Regions from separate parts of the Anas platyrhynchos genome. Here region 2 is linked to region 1. The links are chromatin contacts, called in public Hi-C maps. All regions are on one chromosome and are shown on one strand. The core of a region is the stretch at or near the end of the contact, and the rest is flanking DNA. Distances in the headings are between cores, read along the strand shown.

Region 1 (5,794 bases), core at 1,197-3,696:
TCTTGGTCTTAATGTTTGCATAGTTCAGTACTGGCTCTAAATATAATCAGCTAGAAGCTGAAACACCATAAGACAGGTGCAGAAAAACTAGCACAGATTGGTCATACAACTTTTCTACAGTGCATTTGCAGAAGCCTCAGTCTTGATTCTGGTAGCATGGTGGTGTAGGGAGAGTTTCTGCAAGCAGGACCTCAGTGTAAACAGCAGTCCTGTCGCCTGTTGTCTCCAGAAACATCTAATAGTGTGCAATTACTCTTACGTACCTAGCACCAATTTAAAGCAAGGATAATGTTTTTGTATTCAGGCTGTTCTATAGTGTCATCTATTTTAATGTAGAAATGCCTGTGAATTATCTGAATTTTTGCTTTTTGATAAAATTTCCATGTCTTTGTACTTACTTTATTCGGTACCCATGCATGCTTATTGCTGTCTTAGCATTGTTTTTACTACTTATAAATGAGGTGATTGCCTCAGGCAGCAAACAGAATTGGGTAGTGAGCAGACAGACAGGAACTGGGAGCTAATGAGAAGAGCCAGGCTGGGTAGAAAGGTGGGCACATCCTGTGGTGTAGCAGTGCTGAGAGAATAGGAGGATTTCTAGCACAGGGGCATGAGGTCAAAAGGACCCCCTATATTCTGATTCTCAGACTTCATGCCATGATCTGCAGTAGGAGATACCTGTGAAAAGTTTGGCCGAATTATTTTGCCCATGCAGGGGCAGGTGTAGCCTTGATGGCATGCCAAAATTTGGGCATTGTGTGAAGTTTTGCTATCAGGAGTCCACCAGCTGTGGCAAGCTGCAGAAAGGAAACGCTGAGGAGCCACTTCCAGATAGCACTAAAGGATAAAGCGAGCTACATCCATGATGATACTCGCACCTCCAAGGCCTTCTTCCCCACTCTCCCCAGTCCCTCCTAGGTCTGCACTAGTAGGGTGGAGGGGATCTTCCAACCCAGATGATGTGACTAAACTGTTTTATAGTTTAGGGATGCTATCATAGTAACTGGAGGTACAGGCAATGGGAGAAGTGGGCAGGAGAAGTGAGTGCGAGGAGGCCTTGCAGCCTGAGAGGGAAGCTCAACACAGGGGCAGGCCCACGAAGCTCCTGGTCTGACAGCTCAGGACAGAGAGCTGTGATCCTGAGCCATCCCAGTGTCTCTCCTGTCCTCTCGCGTTTGGGTTTTCACATCCAAAGTCATTCAGTTGTCAGAACAATTTCTTCCCTTGCCTAGACTCTATCTATAATTCATGAAGGAAACCAGAAATGCGGAGCCATTGGCTTTTCCCACCCATTTCCCCATGGAAGCTGATTGAAACATGGGCCTAATGTGGTTTGTAACGGGACATGAATGAAATGGTGGCAAAGCCCAGAAGCAGTGAGAAGACACTGAAGGCATGGTTGGTGGGAGAAGTGCCCATGGAGAGCCTCAGCCCTGGCAGTGGGCACAGGCACACGCCATCATCTCCTGTTGTGCCTCCCAGGCCACCGGGTCTGCATGCACAGGATCTGGCCATCCCCAGGCTTGAAAGGAGTCCAGGTCTCGATCCAAGCTTTTGCAGCAGCTCCCTCGTGAGCTGACGTTCTCACTCTATGCATTCCCAAAAATTGCAGCCTTCCCACGCTCTTTTGTATATCTCACGTTCAAATTGCTTGCACGTTGTACCCTTCTGTCCTCACTCTGAAATGCCTGAGCTGTGCTTTATCCCTACAGCACTCGTAAGGAAAAACAACACATTATTCACAGTAAAAGTGCGGGTCATGTAGTGAAATATCCCTCTTTCTGAAACTACAAACATAATTGTGCATTTAACTGCAATTTTGAAGAAATGGCTATGGGTGTTTTTTGTTGTATAGATTCCACTAATGGTAAATATTGATGTCTAAAAAGCAAGAGAAAGTTCCAACAAGAAGGAGAAATTCTGTTCAATATAATGTAAGAATTAGTTTTCTGAACTGATAATGATTTTGAAATGTGAACACAAGCCATCATTGGCACTTTGCCCTAGATGAAATAAGTTTTCTTATCCAGGTACCCCAGGTCTGTCTTTATTAGTCTTTTTTTTTTTTTTTTTTTTTTTTGGGGGACGACGACGACGACGACGACTTTGGTGTCACTAGTAACTTGAGATTTCTGAAGAAAGATACCCTTGCCTTTTTCTGGAAAGAGTGCAACTACAGAAATCATCTTCAAAGATCTTCACATACTGAAAAAAGTCAGTTCAGCTGACCATTATCCTGTCCCAGCGGTGTCTCCCTGCAAGGTTAAGCTATTCAAGTCTGGCAGTCTTTCAAGGGTGGTATCAGGATATTTTTTCGAGCCAGGCAGATGACAGACTCTGTGAAACTCCATCCTTAGCAGCAGGGTTTTGTTCACCTCTGAAGCACCATCACACGAGCCATAGCCGTGAGGACAGCAGGCACAAATACCTTTCCCCTAACAGAAAGCCTCACCAGAGGGCAGCACAATATAACTTTTTATTGTGAAAGCAGTAGTTAACCATTTCAGGTGTCTAGGAGATTTTTGACATTAGCTGCTTATTGTTCCATAGTCATGATTGCAAGTAAGTTTCTGCTTAAAACTAGCTTCTGAAGCAACTCCAAAATCCATTATATTAACTGCATATTAACCTTTTAGTGCCCAGGCATTGCCCAAGTGGAAGCAGATGAGTCCGTTGTATTTTCACTGTCCTCTGTCAGGTTTCTGTCCCACGCTGGTCATGGTAGTTGGTGGGTGCTTGTCCAGCTTCCAGAAGCTTTCCTGTGTCAAATGCACCTGCCTGAATGAAAACTGTTTTAGCCTCATAGTTTGGGAGGCATTGAACAGGCATTGAGTCCTCTGATGGCACCGCCTGAGAAGGGTGCTGTCTTCAACACAGGATGAATACACATGCTTTGTTTGTATTATAATTATATTTACTTGTTGCTGTTCTGTACTTAAAGCAGAACTGTTGAGCAGCTTCCAGGTCCTTTTGCACAGATGCCAAACTCCTCCAGGAGCTAGAAATGCCACAGCACTTGACCATTTCTGACCTTTTTCTCTCAATTTACAGTCAAAGCTTTGGTGTCTGCATTCTTGGCCTTTCACTGCAGAACAAGTACAGTTTCTGTCCTTGGTCATTTGCTTTCCTCCATTTGGCTTCTGCCTGGTGGGGTTTCTCATTTCTGGCTTCAGTCTTGCACGTCTTGGCACTCACACATCTCTCTCCCTTGGCTCTCTCTGTGATCTCACTTCTTTTTAAGCTCAGCTTAAAAAGCTTCTGCTCATTGCACAACTTCCTAATTGTGCTGAAGTTTTCAAGGGATGCAGCTTTCCTGTGTGTCTTTACACCATGCATCCTTAGCTTTCCCTAGCTCCAGTATTGTCTGTATTTAAAGGCCAGCAGCCTTATATGTAGAGAAACTTTTTCTGCTGTGTTAGCTTTTGCCATATCACTTAGTCTTTTGACAGGAGAACAGTATTGCTCTACAGAGTAAATATCATTCAAGACAACTTTATGCCTGCTCCAAAAAACAAATAACCACGTATTTCTGTTTTCAGAAACATACTTTGAAATCTCTATTCTTCTTACCTTTTTTTGCCTAATATTTGAAAAAAATATGGATTTTTATTTTTCCTCATTCATGTTCTCTAAATTTATATGCTTATTTATTGAGAAAACTAAGAAAGAAGACAACTAAAATGCTGTTGGGCACTTACTGCTACTCAAAATTATGAGTAAAACATATCCAGCACTTGGACAACATGTGACACCTGCTGCTCCCTCCCCATCCTTTGTATTTATGGGTTTTGTAAAGTCACAGATTATCTGACTTTCCAGTTGCTTGGCCAAACCAGAAATACTCAACTATGCTTTGATGCCTATCTTCCTAGGACCAGCAACTTTTTTATTCTTTCATAAACTTCTACATCTTTTGGTCTTTTTCAGATTATTCCTCATATTCTCTGTTCCCCACAACAAATGCAAACCAGGGTAAATTGGACATGGCTAGAATGCCTCAGAAAAATTAATAAATTCCATGTTTGTTTCTCACCTCTTCAAGCTACTGCAATATCATTAATAACTTAAAATTTGTTTTCACCATGGAGAAATTGGTTAGAATTGGTTCTTTTTAGAAGGTGTCTGGAAGTCTGATCCTGCATGATGGAAATCAATGAACCAATTTTGCATGGGAACAGAAACATTACTTTCTACATAATAAAATAACTTGGTTTTTTATTCTGCTGACTCAACAGATTTCCTTTGATGTGACTGGCATTTTTCTAGAAATTAAACTTTTTTCTCATAATATTTTAGTAACAAAATGGTGACATAGTGGTTTTTGATACAGATATGATGTTGGTACCAAATTGAATTTGTTATTAAAAAAATGTGCTTCTGATGCTGTAGAAATATATATACATTTGTACATACATATTTGATATGCATAAACTTGCATAAACAAAAATATATACATACAATTAAAGTATATTTTGTATTAATATCTGACAAGGTTTTTTCTCTGTCACCATCAGAAATGTAGCTGAAAATTTGAAAGTAACTCGTGTTGATTTAAGTCATTATTCAGTCTTATGTTTGGCATGCTTTTTTTATTCCCATAAGATAACTACTCCTTTCTTGACCATTGTATTCTACCTGAGAGTTTATCAATCCCAAAATAAGGCTGAAAGTCTGCAATTGTATTACTTATTTTTAAATTATGGAGAAAGAGATATCTTCAGCTGTGCAGAATGAAAGATTTTTTTTCTTTTTTTTCTTTTCTTTTTTTTTTTAATTTTGCCATATGTCGACAGTATGTTATATTAACAATATGTACAAGAGTTTAGAACATATTGAATAACAAAACTTATGGATTGTAAATGCTGTTAACCCAGGAAGTGTCTGCAGGGGCTGCTGTGCTGTAGCAAAAGTTGTGTTTGTTCAAGTTCTAAAAAACACCGTGTCTATTTTTCTCATTAGTTGTTATCTTAAGTGTCTATTTAGTTGGAGAAAAGCAAAAAAATAAAAATAAAAATCAATATTACTACTCTTCAGACCACTCTTCAGACTGACTATTAAGAAAATAAGTACCGCACATAGAAACAGATTAAAAGACTAGATCTGATCTGCTGTGAGAAAGATTTTTGCATTATTCCTTTTAAAATCTTATCTAACTTTCTTATCATTGTACTTGAAACACCAAATCCCATGGAGGCAGGAGACAAGAGAAGGAGGTAAAGTCCTGCTGCAATTATGTTGTGTTAACTTTGCAGAAGTTGTTTTCAAAAGCTCACTTTTCAATGAAGTTAACAAATAACATTGCAAAATAGACTGCTCTGGTCCTTGAAATGGATTTATAAACTTTCTTCTTCAAAGTGTGAGTACGGAGATGTTGTGCTACATTTTATTCATGTTGAGATTGTAGATACATAACAGCTTGTGTTAATACTTAACAAAGTTTGTTCTATGTCACCATCAGAAACGTAGCTGAAAATATCTTTGGCTGGCTGTCTTGCAGTCAAAACTGTTTTTTTGTAAGATCTGGTTTTGAAAACCTCTCCCGTCAGATTTGGAGTTGTCAGATTCATTATCTTCAAAATCTGTGCTAACTTCCAAAGATGTTCTTCTTTCTGCAGAAACAGAAGCTGCGTTCAGCACAGATGCCAGCCTTCTCCAAGGAGTAACCTCTCCATCCCCAAGTGACACCAGCTCCTGCTAGTATCATGGGACCAGACGGTGGCTTCTTCAGCAGTGGACGGGTCCACATCATCCTGTGGGGAAGCCTGGCAGCTGTGACAACACTCCTGTTCCTCAC
Region 2 (5,377 bases), core at 2,019-4,518, 76 kb after region 1:
CACTTTCCGTAGAACTGGTGTTTAGAAAGATAAGTTATTTTGAGTTAAAACATTCACTGTTAGTAGCTGTGTCTATGAAATTGTTCAACAACCACATTTTCAAAACAGACTCCTTAGGAAGCCGGAGTAAAATATATGGAATAACATTGCCAGAACACAATGGCAGAGTGTTTCTTTTTTATTATTTATACGTCATCATAAACTCTGTGTGTCTGACGGTTGCCCTTGCTTCTCTCAAGGAGCATACCAGAAGCCCAGATGCAGCTGGGCTCCCAAACTGTCTTGTCCTAGGGGCACGATTGCTCTCGGCAGCGTTAACACTGGCACATCGCATTGAAGCTGCTACCATGTTGACACAGGAAGAGAAAATGGATGTTTGGGGTAACAGCAGTATTCAAGATGGTAAACGGAGTAACTAGCCAACTGATGCTTTTAATAGGCTGTATTATAATGCCATTGCTGCTTATTTGATTTGTTTTGCTACGCACAGTTTAATATCTTGGCTGCCTGAGGAAGCGCAGAGGGTGCTATTTCCACCATCAGCAGATGTCCCACATTATGGTCAGCAGAGCTATTTCCAATGCCATTTTATGTGGGACATTTAGAAAGAGCTGTTGCCTTGAACATGCTAAAACATCCAGCTGCTGCTGGTGGCCACGCTCGCAGTTCAGACCTCTTTCACCTTCAGGATCCCACACATCTCATCTTCAGGGATGTCAGTCACTGAACTTACCCTTGTTTTGTGGGACTAAGCTGTTGTCATTTACTGTTTGTAATGAAATAAAGCCTATGTTTAGGTAATGCTTTCCTATTGAAAAACAAAAACAAACAAAGCCACAAAAATTTAAATACTTCGTAGCCTTTTACTTAAGTTGGTATACTAAAGCCATTCTTTGTCCCATATCCCAGACTTTTAAGCTCACTGCTTGTGCCTTTTCCCCCTTTATCTTGATTTGGATTGTTTCTCTTGCTTTCCCCCTGAATATCCGATTCCTTCCATGAAGCTGAGGGAGGCAGTGAAGAACTAAGTGAAGGTTTCAACAAAATAACAAGAAAAGTTGGTTACTGCTCCCTGCAAAGCTGCTTACGGAGCTCTGTGAACATGGCGGCTGCCTGGGGGGGGAAGGAAGAGGCCGAGAGGAGGGCATGTGTGGCCTTCTTGTGTTCCCTTCTGCTGAAAGGTGCCCATTAAAAATGGTTTGATGCCACTTTCTGACAGGTTGGCTGAAGCCAAAAAAGACCTCTGGTGGTCATCTGCTCCAGGGCCCAGCTCAAGCACTGGTGATGTAAAAAGAACATTTTGACCGATTTTCCTTACTTCCGAACTCCTGAGAGTCACTGGCCTGAAATCCCCTCCAGTGTTGTTAATGGGCCCAGGGCTTGCTGGAGCACCTCAGCTGGAGGGGGCCATAGCCGTGCCCATGTGGTCTCTTACTTCTCAGTATCCTTCAGTTTTTTTGGCAGAGTTACAGGGGTTGCTCGTTGTCACTGGGCCCTTAACTCCAGGATTAGACCTTACTGCGTATCGCTATTTTTTATCTACAGCTACCTGAGAGCAAGGGGGTCAGCCTCTTCTCACAGGTAACTAGCGATAGGAGTAGAGGGAATGGCCTCAAGTTGTGCCAGGGGAGGTTCAGGTTGGAAATGAGGAGACATTTCTGTCAGAACGAGCAGTCAGGCACTGGGACGGGTTGCCCAGGGAGGTGGTGGTCACTGTCTCTGGGGCTGCTCAAGGAGAGGTTGGATGTGGTGCTTAGGGACATGGCTTAGTGGGTGGCAGTGGTGGTAGGGGGATGGTTGGACCAGATGATCCTGGAGGTCTTTTCCAGCCTCAATGATTCTGTGATTACGGATGTGTTACTCCGATAGTAAGTGCAGAGTAGCCATTGAATGTTTTTCTGGGTGAGTGTGTGTATGTGTATCCACATGATCTGTGAGGATATTTATATAATACCAGTGGGTGAGCTTGCGTCTGTGTGACACGCACTCATCCCTGGTTATCCTCAGACACATCTTGCTGATACTTAACCTTTCTGCCCTAGTCAGAGTGCTTCTAGATCACAGGAATACTTCTAATAATAACAGCAATAGTAAAAATCTAATTGATCTAACCCTTTAAAACAGGTCACGTAAAAAGGCTTGTGGTTACACTTATTTGTGGCTTGTGGTGTGTATTTCCTCGTGATGTTTACAGAAATTCTAAGTATGATGAAGATACATTGCTTTCTGTTGCCAGTCCCTAAAGCAAATAAATGCAGAGAAATGCAGCGATTTTGTCATTTTGTTATGTTTTGGTCTGAGTAAGAAGCTTGGAGAGAAAATCTGCGTTGGATGTATAAAACTGGTCTTACAAAAATAAACTGCTTATATGCTATACTTCTATAATAGATCATTGAAATTAAAGCAGTACAAAAACAAGCTCTCGCTTATGTTTCAAATTAAGACATAATGTGTGACATTAATAAACACGGCTTGTACTGGTCCTACAGATAGAAGCTTTGAATTACATTATGCAACAAATGTTCTTAGTTATCTTTTTTCTTTTCTCTTTTTTTTTTTTTTTTTGGCAACCTGTTGTGCAGACATCCAAACTGTTCGCAGTACTAATTAAGTTTGCCTGTCGTTACTGTGGCAGAGGGATTGGCGAGGCAGTTTGTATACAGCGTGGAGCTGAAATGACAAGCCAGGGAAGGACGTAGCTGCTGCGAGACATCACTGAGGAGGCAGCAGTGGTCCTGCCTGCTGGCACTACCCCACAACGCTGGGGTTTCCTCCTTCAGGACAGGGATTTGTGGTTGCAGCTGAGCCTCCACGGTGGGCTGCTCTCATTTTGTCTGAGACCTTTCCCTGGGGTAGAAGGGACGGCTCAGGTACGGCTGGGGAGGCGCTGAATGCATTGGCACTGATGCTGTGATTCATCAGCATCCTTTAGTGCCTCATTTTAAACTGCTGTTGGCTCTAGTGCTCCTAGGAGTAGGCTTTGTTTACCTGATATCAAATAGATAAAAATAGGAAATACAGAAAAGAAAATCTTTAGTCAGACTTAAACCAAGCTGCCCTTCTTCCCATCCCTACACCCAGCGGCAAATATCAAGCTGTTATATGTTTCTGCTTCTTACAAGCTTCTTAAATTAAAGCCTGTCCAAGCTAAATGTATCCCTTGATACCATGCTAACTTACTAAGCATTTGGCCTAGAACTGCCCTCCTACTTCGCAAAGCCTGCTGTTGACTCACTGCGCTGTACAGCTTCCCACGTACCCATCCATCGCTGCATGCTCTGTTCCTCCCACTTGTTCTCCCCTTCCTGCTCCTGTTGTGGGTATGCCTCTGCTCCAACCATCCCTTAAAAAACAAGTGAAGCTCCAGACCTCACCCTCTTTCAAATACTTCACATTTTTCACAGTTGCGCTTCTAAATCCTTCTCCTCAGTTCCAGTGAGGAATACATTTTTCTTCCTCTTCACCATTAGCTTTGTTCAAAAGATGCAGTTCCAAATACTCTAAAATTAGTCTTTCCCCGTGCTTTTATGATATGTTACATAAGCAACGCTTGGGATAAATTATATTGAGCTGAACTAAGGAATTGCATTGTTAAAAGCTCCTCTTCCCATATTATATGCTGAGTATATTTGTGTGCATGGACAATGTCCAGCTAACCTTTGCCTGCCCTAACGCAGTGGAAAGGAAGGCTGCAAATAGCAGTGTGAGCTCGTGGAGGGAAGGAAGTAGCTGGGGGAGAAAAAGCAAGCCAACTGAATACCTGAGCCCAATCATCATTTTTCGCTACTATTTTTGTAAAATTATCAACATCTGTTACATAAGCTGATTATATCTATTTTTTGTTCATGAGGTGAAAAAAATCTATTCTAAGCAGTGAGCAACAGACCAAACTTCAAGTCTGCTTTGTCTGGTGGTGAGTTTTTTCAGTTCTGAGATCTAGCTGAAGGTAACAAACCTTCACTTACTTAGGAAATGCTATGTACACGCTAGGATGTATTTCTGTAAAGTGCTAACTCGCCACCAGGGTAGTTAAAACTTGGTAACGTCGGTGGCGGGGCCATGAACAGCATGCCCTTTGTAAGCATGGATGGGGAAATGAGCCAACCACAAGACAACACAAAGCATGGAGAGCAGCAATCATTACGAATAGATGGCAAATTGCCTCTGGTCTTAAACTGCTTTTGTCAATATGTATTGCAAGCTTTAATGACTTGTTTTCTGTTTTCGCTATACTTGAGCCTCAAATGTGCACGGTTATCTCCAGACCTTTATAGGAGCCCATGCACGGGAGTACAGGGACCTCATTATGCTGGTTCTGCACAAATGTAAGTGCATAGCTGATACAGAAATTATATTTTAGTGGGGAGGTAGAAGAATCGGTGGGAGAGTGCCTGCAGATGCCGAGGAGTTTGTCTTGATGGGAAAACTGCCTTTACCTTAGAGCCTTTTCTTATTGACGGAACTGCTGCAGCTTTAATGAAAAATATTTGAACAGATTTTTACAACCTTAAACAAGTACCACGTTCTGTTTAAAAAATATGTTGAGTACTTTTCCAAACTCTGGCTTTCAGGAGATGCATGGCTGCGTGTTTTGCTTCTGGTGCGTTGCCAGATTTCCTGTCTCATCATCTATGCCAAATAATTGCTCACTTATTACAGTAGAAGCTTAAATATTTTTGACTCAGAGATATGTTTAGAAGATGTTAATATGATAGATATTGGCATATTCTGGTTTATAGCGTTGGAACAACAAAATCAGGGCTTAGAAGGCCCTCTGCAGGTCATGTAGGTCTTCTCTGGCCCCCCTATCGAGATCAGCTCTATGTATCCCTTTTGATAACTGTTTGTCAAATCTGTTCTTAAAAGTTGTTAATTATTGACAGGTCATAATTATGAAGGGTAGTCAATTCCAGGGTTTAAATGTTTTCATGCCAAAATATTTTCCAACTCGAGCTGAAACCTCCCTCACTGCTTTTTACATCCATTGCTCCCTACCTGTATTCCTGTGGGTATGGAGGATAATTCAGACTTCCCTCCCCAGTTTGTTTTCTTTTGCTCTCCATCCTTTTCCATGGTGAAGAACAGTCTCGTGGTGACTGGAAGGGACGCCCTTTATCCAACAGTTTAATACAAATTGTGTGAACAAAGGTGAAAACAAATGCCAGATGCAGGATTCCTCCTTCTGGAATGAACGTCCCATTTCATGGGGATGCACCTCCTGTCTTTTAGGCTGGGGCAAGGGCCTGATGTCCCCCCAGGAGCTGGGTGGTGGGGTTGGGGCTGGGAAGGGGCAAGCCCCAGATAGCGGTGGCACAACCCGTGGGAACAGCGCAGGCGGAGAGTCAGGATGCCTGTGGCTTTGATACTGCGTGACAGG

Evidence for each region. A called contact is a pair of places that touch in the nucleus more often than the background predicts.
Region 2: a contact with region 1 is called in a Hi-C map of subcutaneous adipose tissue, with 2.3 times the contacts expected there. The contact joins two enhancer-like sites. A contact is called at or near these places in 3 of 8 Hi-C or Micro-C datasets (liver, skeletal muscle and subcutaneous adipose tissue).

Annotation. Positions count from the first base shown.
Region 1 is chr2:29,792,280-29,798,073 of IASCAAS_PekinDuck_T2T, forward strand. It overlaps PAG1 (phosphoprotein membrane anchor with glycosphingolipid microdomains 1), which reads left to right. Exons shown (of 9, transcript XM_072034497.1): 4 at 5,616-5,794. The coding sequence starts at 5,703. Among named protein-coding and RNA genes, the nearest start is that of ZNF704, 46 kb to the right of the region's middle. Within about 2 kb of position 2,447, at least 1 of the 8 cell types and tissues checked has an H3K27ac peak or open chromatin away from gene starts, as enhancers often do. A contact at or near this core is called in subcutaneous adipose tissue, where this site is marked.
Region 2 is chr2:29,867,048-29,872,424 of IASCAAS_PekinDuck_T2T, forward strand. The region is part of intron 2 of ZNF704 (zinc finger protein 704); the gene reads left to right. Among named protein-coding and RNA genes, the nearest start is that of ZNF704, 29 kb to the left of the region's middle. Within about 2 kb of position 3,269, at least 1 of the 8 cell types and tissues checked has an H3K27ac peak or open chromatin away from gene starts, as enhancers often do. A contact at or near this core is called in subcutaneous adipose tissue, where this site is marked.